Regions from separate parts of the Xenopus tropicalis genome. Here region 2 is linked to region 1. Evidence: chromatin contacts called from public Hi-C data. All regions are on one chromosome and are shown on one strand. The core of a region is the stretch at or near the end of the contact, and the rest is flanking DNA. Distances in the headings are between cores, read along the strand shown. Region 1 has its middle 180 kb from the start of bsn. Region 2 has its middle 19 kb from the start of usp4.

Region 1 (5,564 bases), core at 2,425-4,924:
CTCTTACCTTTAAAAAGGCTCCTCTTTGATTTTCATTAGTGTTATTTTATTGTCATACATGGAGTGTGATGGTCATAAGGGATCCACTGGATCCACTTTTTTGGATTCGGCTGAATCCCCAAATCCTTTGTAAAGGATTCTGAATCCGAAGTGTTAAATTTTCAACTTCTGTGTTTAAGTGACAAAAAGTCACGTGATTTTTAGGATTCGGATTTGGTTCAGCCAGGACCATGGATTCGGACAAATCCGAATTCTGCCTAAAAAGACCGAATCTTGGCTGAGTACCCAACCTTATCCTGGATTGTTGCATCCCTAGATGTCATAATTAATTTTTTTAGCAGCACCGCATGTAAAGTTGTGCAACATAATTTAAGGGCAGACAATAAAATGAGTTAATAAAATGAGTTCCCAAGAGTCATAGCACCCATCCCACCCATTCCCCCACAAACATGCAGAGCTGTGCCCCCAGTGCCATTAAAGCAAAGGATTTCCTTGCAAGGTGCCTGGAGCAGGGGTGCATTGTACCTGTGTTTGACTAAACTGTGCCGTTGCTATAAATAAAGCATTGTTCCCTTTATGAAATATTGCAGTACAGGAGGAGTTGGATAGGCAGATAAAATGTTAGCTTTCCACGGCAGAGCAATAGCAGCCAGAATAGAGCGCTCTGTTTTCTAATATATATTGAAAGTCTCATGTGCGAGTGGTAGGGAGAGCGGAGAGATAAAATCCTTCCCTGTGTCCATCAGTTTGCAGTTTGCCTTGTACAACCATTCCCAAAGGTACTGCGGTTAATATAAGATAAACAGCAGAGCGTCCCTCACTCCCTGCTTCATTCCTCTTATCTCGAAAGCTCTGCATCCCTCCTCTGCTTAGGCATTCATAGTGCAGCACTGTTACAGGGCCTTTGCTCTTAAAGGCTTGGAAAAACTCAGGCTCACTCACTTCTTCCTTCCCTCGCTTTAACCACTGCTGTTCCGGAAAATCACCAGCTGCCCGGTGGGTCTTTGGCATTGTCCATCAAAGCACCATTGTTAGCCCTTGTCCCATGAGGCTACACAGAATCTCCAGATTCCCTGCAGTAGATTTTGTGCTGAGCTGAAGACCCACCTCTTGGTTCAGATCCAGTCTCCCCACTCTGTGGCTTTTTCTAGCTCTCTTTGAACTGGATCCTATAACTGGTGTTGTTCCATAAAAATGCCCATTAAATGATTTGGGTACAGGTATAGGACCCGTTATATGGAATGCTCGGGACCAAGGGTATTCCGGATAAGAAGTCTTTCGGTAATTTGGATCTCCATACCTTAAGTCTAATAAAAAAATCAATAAACCATTAATTAAACCCAATAGGATTGTTTTGCATCCAATAAGAATTATTTATATCTTAATTGGGATCAATTACAAGGTACTGTTTTATTACTTAAGAGAAAAAGGAAATCCGTTTTAAAACTCTGAATTATTTGATTAAAATGGAGTCTGTGGGAGATAGGCTTTTCCTAATTCGGAGCTTTCTGGATAACGGCTTTCTGGATAAGGGATCCCATACCTGTATTACTGAGGGGCTGGCATAAAAATAGGGGATGTGAATAAGGTGATACAGGAATGCTAAGTCTAACAAATAGACTGTTTTCTGTGGAAGAACTTAGGGCTCATTTACAAAGTGCAGAAAAGTGTCCAGTTGCTGCAGGTTTTTGCATTCGGCAGTGCTGTACTGATAATGGGCAGGCAGGGTGAGAGATATAGGCATTCAGCCTCCAACCCCCTACCCAGCCACGCATTATTTAGAAGATAGGGGTCACTACAGGGCACAATGGGTGCTAATGATAGGGCCACCTTGACTGCTTTCTGAGCCTAGAATATAGGGCCATAAAAAATAACCATTTTAGTCTTGAGAGACCCCAGAAATAGACTACTAAGGGGGTGCAACTGCATCTAAGGTCTGGCTGTGCTCTGCATCATTGCTCCCTAGTTTGCAGGTGTGAATGATGGTCAGAGATCAAAGTTGTTTCATTTCCTTCCATACTTTATTTGCCCTTTAAAGTTTCTGAAAACATTTTTATTAATGATGAAGATGTGAGCAGTTTAACATGGCTATTGCTAGAACAGTAAATGTGTGCTCTAGATCACAATCCCTAGGCTGAAGAGCACTGTAAGGTAGAGAGCAGTGAAAGCAGTGCAATAAGGTCATTTGCCCCAGCCCCGAGCAAAACAAAATATGGTGCCCCTTCCTTTAGAACAACAACCTGGAATCCCCCCATAACCATACACAAGAGTCATGGGCGCAGTCAAGAGGAATGAAGCAGGAATCATGGGTTGTTACAGGGCTTTCCATACCCCCCAGAGCCTACCTCAGTGGCAGGATCTGCTGCATTGTAGTTACACCTTTGGCAGCAAGTGACAGCACCGCTGTTCCGCACCTCCTCCTCCTCCTCTAGAACATGTGTAGTAACAAGGAAATTCCGATCAAATATGTAATGTAAATGCAAACCAAAGCAAAAGAAAATTGTCTTGGGCATGTCAAGTGGAGCCGTGGCCTTTATTCTTTTTTATTCCACTTGTGAATTCATTAAAATCATTAATGATGGAACACAGGCAAATTAAGGAATATAAAGTAACAGAGGGAAAAAGCGACAAGACAAGAGGTCGGCTTCTAACACTGGAGGGCAGGCGGGAGACAGAGGGGGACCAGCTTCCCTGCGGAGTCGGCACCGGCAAATGTACGAGGAGAGAGGACCAAGCATTTGGATAGAGATGAATAAGGATGTCTTGAATATAAAGTGATCTGAGGACCTGTTAGAGGGACAGAGACAGAGAAAAGGGCAGAGAGGGCAAGAAGTACTTATCTGCTGTCTTATCCTCTTATCAAAAGCTCTCCCTCACAATCTGTAGCTTTCCTGCATTCAATAAATGCCCATGAACTGGCATGTTGTGAAAGAGCAATGTTTATTTTTTATATTTTTATTTTTTTTTGCTGCCAAAGACCAAAGTATTAAAGTCACTTTGCCCACTCTGATTCCCAAATCCCAAAAGCCACATATATATAAGCCCAGATCATTTGGGCCCCTACTGAGCCTTTCTTACTGCTGGCTACCCAACTGGCAGACCCTTTCCCTTGTCAAAAAAGGGTGTGAATGAATTAATCATCAGTGCTGGGGTTTATTGCACTACAATAAGTAGCCGCTGGCTCAATTACTGAGATGAAGCTGCCCCATAAGTTCATCAAACATGGAAGCAAACTTTTAACAGATACATGGGCATTTAAAGAGTTTAAGTAGTAACTTTGGGTATTTGTGCTATTGTTCAGTATTCTTTTCTCCTTTAACAAAGTGCAGGGGCTAATGATAGCCTCATAAGCAAACGATCTTTGCCGCCAATTGACAATGGTGTCTGTCTACGTAGTTACAGAACATCAAAGAGGGTAGCACCAATGCCTCTTGCTCTTTCAGCCTGAATCTTTTACAGTTGGGTCCACTTCAGTGGTTTGCCTCTTGTTTAGAAGGATTACTCGCTCAGGCTTTAAGCAGAGTATCACTAGGTTTCCTTGATGCACTGTGACTGCTGGATAAGAAGTCCATTAAAGGGTAAGCCTTCCATTGGCTCATATTATTCTAGGCTCTCTTCTTTCTCTGCACACATGGAGGCGTCTGAACAAGTCAGAAAATTCCATTTGCATTCCAGTCATGGAGGAGGTCAGGCCCCAACAAAGCAAAAGACTTAATCCAGGGCACAGGAGGTGGGACACATGCCATCGGGTGGGGGAGAGATTTCCCCACGTCAACCCTATCCTTACAATAGAATTATAGAATATATTGAAAAGCCTGGCACATGTGGGGGCAACAGACTGTTGGCATGTAAGGGGGAAGGGAAAGTAATGACACAAGATTCAAAGCTCCCCCGACACTGTGCATCTAGCAAGGGATATAAGTGGAAATGACAGATCAATGTCTCCAACCTTCTTGTGTTGAGTGAGAAATGAAATGGAAAGGAATTGCGAACAATTTGTTATCTGAGCATGTGAGTTCTCTACATAAACACAACGTTCTCGTTCTACTCTGCTACTGTCTTTTGTTCACTGGGAATTAACACAGAGGTGGCTATTAAATAGGAATGACTTGGCGATTGTTTTTCTTTGTGTATAAGCAGCAGAGGGAGCGCCCATGGTGGCTTCCAGAAACCCACTTTAGTAGCCAGGCCAAACACACTGAAGAGAAAATAACACCTGAAAATAAAACTGGGCACAGGTATTTATATGCCATAAAATGCCAGGCAGTACAGGCAAAGAGCGCTAACTTAGCAATACTTGGTAGGATGCATTATGAGAACTGATAATTACTATGGTACTAAGGGAACAATATTTGGAGCTGATTTACTAACATGGGTGCAGCCAATAAGATTTTTGATACCATTTTCAGTTGTTGGTTGGTTGCTATAAGAAACTGTGCTGATGCAACTGGGTACCTATGCTAGTAAATTATCCCAGTTATTATTATCAGGCCCGGATTTGTGGAAAGGCCACAAAGGCCTGGGCCTAGGGCGGCACAAATTTGTGGGCGGCATGTCGCCCAGCCGCACCAAAATGTTAAAATTTTTCTCCCATACGGAGCAATGGGGACCTCTACCCCACTGCTCCGTATGCGAGTGTAAAGACCCACACACGCACGCGCTGGGGGGCAATGGACGGGGGGGCGGCCTCGGGGTACCCGGATTATAAATCTGGAGCTGATTATTATCATTTATATATAGCTCTACACCTTAACTGTTAGTTAAGGATTGCTTTATGCATATCCAGTCATATACACACTAGGGTCAGGACACTAACTTTATTAACCTAGCAGTGCCAGTGGTATTAAGTGGCCATACACAGGCAGATTTTAGCTGCCCTGAGGGGATCATTTAAAAAGACTGGGCAAATTTGCACCTGGACAGTTACCCATGGCAACCAGGCAGATGATAGCTTTCAGTGTTTAACCTGCAGCTGCTGGAAAAATCTAACCACTGATTGGTTTTGATAGGTTAATGCCCAGGTTCAGAGTCAAGGTGGCAGCTTATCTGCTTGTGTATAGGCCACTTTGATGGACCTACCTGACCGATATTTGGCAGAAAATCGAGTAGATAATAATAGTAATAAGTAATAGTAATACAGGTTTAAAAAACCTATTGGGCAATAATGACTTGTATTCCCATTAGTCCTACAGCCAAACTACAGCCCAGTAACACCCACCTCAAGGTGGGAATATTGTGGAAAGATCCACTCGCTTAGTGACCTGACCAAATTCAGCTTTACTTCGTATTTGCAGACAGATAGCAACAAGAAATTCTCTGCACTGACCCATTATCAAGATATATATATATATATATATATATATATATATATATATATATATATATAAGTATATTGCAATATATGGACAAACAATCCCTGTTTTGTTTAAAGGGGAGAGCATTTCTTAGTAGCTTAATGCACAGAATGTCTTAATGTCCTATATATATTGATAATGGGTGAGTGCAGAGGGGCTCTTGTTGCTGTCTGTATGAATTCTGTGGTCACAGCCTCATTGCACTCCTGC
Region 2 (5,296 bases), core at 2,086-4,585, 280 kb after region 1:
GTGCTATGGAATATGTTGGCAATTTATAAGTACTATAAAAATAAAGAAAAAAGGCTTTGGATTTAGGTGAAACATGAGAAGTGAGTTATAAAGGCCTTTCAGTTGGCAGATCCTGGTAACCTATTAGTGTGTATGGGGCATAGGTGTAAAATGTCAGAAGAGACAGTGCTGAGTGGTGCTATGACACTAACACCGAAGCGGAGGATGACTGTGCTGATACAAAAAATAGGCTAAAATTGGTATTTACAAAATAAAGAAAAAAAAACATTTTACCTTGGGGCAAGAGATTTATGAATACAAATGGTCAAAGGAAATCAGAAATGCTCAGTAAAACCAGTTGCAATCATTTATTTTGCTCAGGAAGTCATATTTCTTTATTTATTTTCATGTAGTCATTAAAAAGAAACTGCCATGAACCCTCCATATTCAGTGGAAAATGTGGCTTCCAAAGGACAATGTACAAGAGTACCCATGATTTACTCACTCATGAAATGCTATATTTCCATCTGGCGCTGCCCTAGGCATTTCACCCCGTTGCCTGCTCTCTCTCTGATCCAGTTGGTGTGTGCAAACAGACTATTCTGCATGTGGAGACTGGAGAGGGCTACACCTGGTCTGGACTTGGACTCAAAATAGGCCCTGGCATTTCAAGTACATAGAGGCCCAACCAGCCCCCTGCCAGACCACTAAATAGTGACTGTCTATGGGATCTTACAGCAGCCCCTCTGGCATTTGCTACAATCCACAGTCCAAGCCGATCCTACAGCCTTTACTCAGCTCCGCCACCAGATTTTGCAGCAAGTATCCAGTAGATACATACTATAAAGGCATCTAAATGCTGCCTCCCCACCAAGCTGTTGCCAGTGGCATGGGCCCTCAGGTGTCTAAATAGAAAATAAAAAATAGAGCTCTTATTGAGTCCATAACTCCCAGTATTAACTATACAATTAATCATTTAAATGTAAAACTGAGCAGGATATTAAAAAAAAAAATCTTAATTAAAAGGAAAACCTAAAACAAGAGATCCTAAAGATTATTCTTTCTTTGAAAGTGGTTTCCTTCTGTGGCTCTTCCAACTGTCCCAGCGGAAATGAAAGACATAATTACTTGTTTTAAAGAACAAAGTAGCAGTTAATTTGAACTTTTGTTGCTTGAAGAAATCTTACAATCTTGGGGTGATCCAACGCATTCTAAAGGGAAAGAAAACCTAAGGGCTTGAACCCACAGGTGTATTGCAGGGTGCTGCTGCTGAACCACACTGACTTGCCCTGCTATTGGGAGACATTTTATAAAATGCAGTAGAGTAGAGATATGGCCCCATCCCAGCAAGGAAACTCATAGTGGCTAGTCTCTATAGGAGATTGTTACGCACAAAGTAAAGGGCAGATTTATTCTTTTTTTGTTTTTGTGTTTTGCGATCTTTAATCTCTTCCTGTGATCAAGTTTTTGGTATAGAAATATGTGAATCAAAGCCAAATGCAAAGAGTAATACATGAACGCAGGCACCCTGATTTACTAGGGGGGTATCAAAATATTTGTAACCCAAGTGAATCCAATTGCTCCTTTTAGGAAAAACCGCAATGACTCAGGGGAAATAGTAACTAAGCCCTGTTACCTTATTCCTAAGTATCCTCAGCTCATGTTTGCACTTGCATGGGAACATTACAATTTCAGATTTTACACTACTGTGCATGCAATTACTCGCTAGGGATGAAACTGGGCAAAATAGACTGTGTAAAATAAAAAAAAATTGTAATATAGTTAGTTAGGCAAAAATGTAATCTATAAAGCATGGCTAACATAATAGCCAGAACTCTACTTCCTGCTTTCAGCTCTCTAACCTCTTAGTTAGTTAGCAACTTTAGGGGGGGCCACATGGGACATAACTGTTCAGTTAGTTTGTGGGCACGCAGGTCAGATTCAAATGCAAACTAACTGAACAATTTTCTCCCATATGCCCCCCCCTCAAGTCACTGATTGGCTACTGACTGCCAACTGCTTAAAGAGGTGTAAAAGAGGAAGTAGAGTTCTGGCTATTATGTTAGACATCTGCCCACTCCAGCCTTTATAGATTACATTTTTGCCTAACTATATTAAAAACATTTTTTATTTTGCGCAGTCTATCTATTTTGCCCATTTTTCATTTTTACACTGAACTGCTCCTTTAAAGAGATACTGACACCAGAAATGAAACCTTTTTTTTACATAACATTGACTTTGCATGCTATTTAATGCTATTTATAATTAGCAGCAGGAGGCCGTTAGCATTAGAAGCTATAACTGACAGGCTGAGAAGGGACAGTCAGGTTGGCAAAACAATCAGGTTTAGGACAATTACTTACAAAGGGAGACCAGTGAAAAGGGGATCAGTGAAAATGACCAACATAACCTATAGGGACCTTTTAATGTACATTCATATTTTGAAGAGTAGTTTTTTTTTCTGCCTTGTAGTTTTGAGTTCAATGCCAGCCAGGGCACTATATGCAAGTAATTTGTATGTTCTCCCTGTATCCACATGGGTTTCCTCCCACACTCCAAAAACACACAGGAACGTTAATTGGCTTCTGACTATACTGACCATAGTGCGTGAATGTGGTAGCACTGCAGAAATGAGATGGCACTATATAAATAACAGGTAATAAATAAAAGGTGTACTTTTTTTTACCTGCTGGTCTAGTAACCCATAGCAACCAATCAGCAGGTAGTGTTAAAGGAGACATATAGGATAAATGGGAAAAACCCTAATTTTGTAGGCAATTATGAATAATATACGGTGCTGGTTTCCCTTTGGGCTAAACATTAATCCTATCTGTAAAAATGGCCCCTTTATTGGAGCTCCCTATAGATCCTATCACTTCTCTGTCCGAGTTTGAAATGGAGAGTGGGCATGTCCTAACGGTCCCTGCAAGAAGCACAGTAGGAGGGGGAGAGCCAATCACAGCCCTGCAGTCACACAAGCACAGACAGGCTTCAGTTCCCTATCAGGTCAGTCTAGCTGCTGATTGGTTCCTATCCTACAGTGCAGTGTACGGAGGGCCGACGGCTCCCCAGCTCATCCAGAGAATTCAGCCAGCAGGAAGTGGAACGGATGGGCGGGGCTAGTGGGGTTTTTGTGGAATTTCTCAATAAATCGGCAGGAAACACAACTTTTTTAGCACAATCCTTCTATATCTAGAGGAGTATAATTCCCTGGTACATTCTTAATTTTTATAGGATATGTCTCCTTTAATGGTCAGCTATTTGCAGTTTTTTTGTCCCAGAGGCATCAGTGCAGGCTCCGGCAGGTCACATAAAGTGCACAGTATAATAAGCAGGCAGCGGGGGCAGATGTGTCCCACATCAGGCTGAATGGGCAGGAAGGATTAACCTATTGATGCTTACTGGCACAGACAATGGTGACACGAAAACTGCATTTTGGCTAAAAGCTTTGAATCCTTCCACTTGAATGTCTTTGCAAAATGCAATGAGGAGACAACGACCTGCCCTTAACGCAGCACATTATCAGCCCTAGAGAGAGAAAACCCGTGTGATTTGGGTTTCAAACCACTATTGTAGGCAACACAGCAATGGAGCAATGCCTGTATGGGGGTGTCGGGGGCAACACTATTTACATCATCTGGAGTCAAAGAATTGCATGTTTGAAGAGCCTGTGTTACAGCTGGAGAAATCTGACATTGCCCTTTGGGGATATTGGTAGAGAGAGGGAATGTAACAATAATAACCTTAATGTGTTTCTTTGTTGGTGACTTCTGATAACGTTGTGTAAACCGTGGCTACAAAGCCTCCGCACACAAGATCCCTGTGATAGTGTGTTTGCCTGTGCGTGTGTGTCAGTGGGTGTCATCTCATTGCGTATACCTGTGACATTTGCATCACAACATGAAGCCAGAAAAGCCGTCTGTATAGAAACTGGGAAGCGGCTGTGTGGGAAAAAAGCAATGTTTGCTGATACTGTTGCCGTGTATTTAAGTCAGATTTGGAACCCACCGCTGTTTGGCCAATCTGGATTCCTGCACACGTCACGTTATGCTTTCTCAGCTGCTGTGGTTACTTTATATGTGACAAGAAAATAAATACATAAAGATCTTTTGATATCAGTGCCAAATGTGGCTGGAACTGCCTCCTGGAAGGATAAATGATAGAGATAAAGGCAAACTAAACCCACATCAGGGCTCATTGGCCTGGGGCGTGTGTAATTGCAGGTGTAGCAGTCCCAGGGTTTGGAATCATTATTACTGTAGGTCAGTGCTGTCCAGCTTATTACATGTTGTGGGCTGATAGTTTTATGTACAGCGTGTTTGAGGGTCAGATTCCATTAAAATGAGAATGTCATACAGTGGATTCTGAAGCCTTTGGGCAGTGTAGGTGGCCTAGAGGCCTCCAGTTGGGCAGCCCTGATGTAGGTAAAAGCACCTTTGGCAACTGGGTACATGGTGCCACTTGGCAGTCCCCATTCTAAAAATATAACCTGCAACTTGCACCCAATTTGTGATGGGGGAGTTGGCCTAAGTGATTAGCCTTTCATGTAGAATCCCATGCTAGGACCCCTGGTTTGAGTCCCTGTGGCAACTCCTTGTGACCCTGGACAAGCCACTTAATCTCCTGGTGTCCCAGCATACTTAGTGTGCCTATGCTTGCTGTAAAGCGCTTTGAGTCCCAGGAGAAAATTGTTAAATAAATAATAGTCTTTCATGTGCAGCTCTATTCATTTTGATGTATTGGGCATCCCCACACAGCTGCAGGGTCAGACTGGAGCAGTGGGACCGACCCAGGCCTGCTCCCTTCCAGGAACTTAGGTGAAAATCAGGTTTAGGCATCTTCACCACAATAATGTTCAGGAAATGCAGCATCCTGGCCACACAAAAATGTTGCCCAGTGGTCCAAGTAATAACAGGGAGAGTAGGTAGCCCCAGACTGGGATTCAAAACAGGCCCTGGCATTTCAAGTACACAGAGGCCTAAACAGCCCCCGACAAGCCCACTAAATAGTCACTGTCTATGGCATCTTACAGAAGCCCCTCTGGCATTAGCCAAAATTCACAGATTGCCAGTCCTGGCCCGACAGTAGGAAACCCTAACAAAGGAGGCATTGCATTAATAGCCTTCAATATTTTTCAGTGATCCATCCAAAGATGATACAGAATTGAATATCCCCCTGAAGAGTTCAATTCACTCAGGAACCAGGACATAAGGCAGCAAGCTATCTAAACCTTCTAATGTTTTCATTACTCAGAGGTAGAGCTGCCACCTCTAGGTGGGGACTAGGCTGGTGGGGATCAGCAGGTACTGATACCCGA

What was found. A called contact is a pair of places that touch in the nucleus more often than the background predicts.
Region 2: a contact with region 1 is called in a Hi-C map of neurula embryo, with 2.1 times the contacts expected there. The contact joins two enhancer-like sites. A contact is called at or near these places in 4 of 5 Hi-C or Micro-C datasets (brain, gastrula embryo, neurula embryo and 1 more).

What each region holds. Positions count from the first base shown.
Region 1 is chr4:125,496,282-125,501,845 of UCB_Xtro_10.0, forward strand. No RefSeq gene overlaps it. Among named protein-coding and RNA genes, the nearest start is that of bsn, 180 kb to the left of the region's middle. Within about 2 kb of position 3,675, at least 2 of the 11 cell types and tissues checked have an H3K27ac peak or open chromatin away from gene starts, as enhancers often do. A contact at or near this core is called in neurula embryo, where this site is marked.
Region 2 is chr4:125,780,951-125,786,246 of UCB_Xtro_10.0, forward strand. No RefSeq gene overlaps it. Among named protein-coding and RNA genes, the nearest start is that of usp4, 19 kb to the right of the region's middle. Within about 2 kb of position 3,336, at least 4 of the 11 cell types and tissues checked have an H3K27ac peak or open chromatin away from gene starts, as enhancers often do. A contact at or near this core is called in neurula embryo, where this site is marked.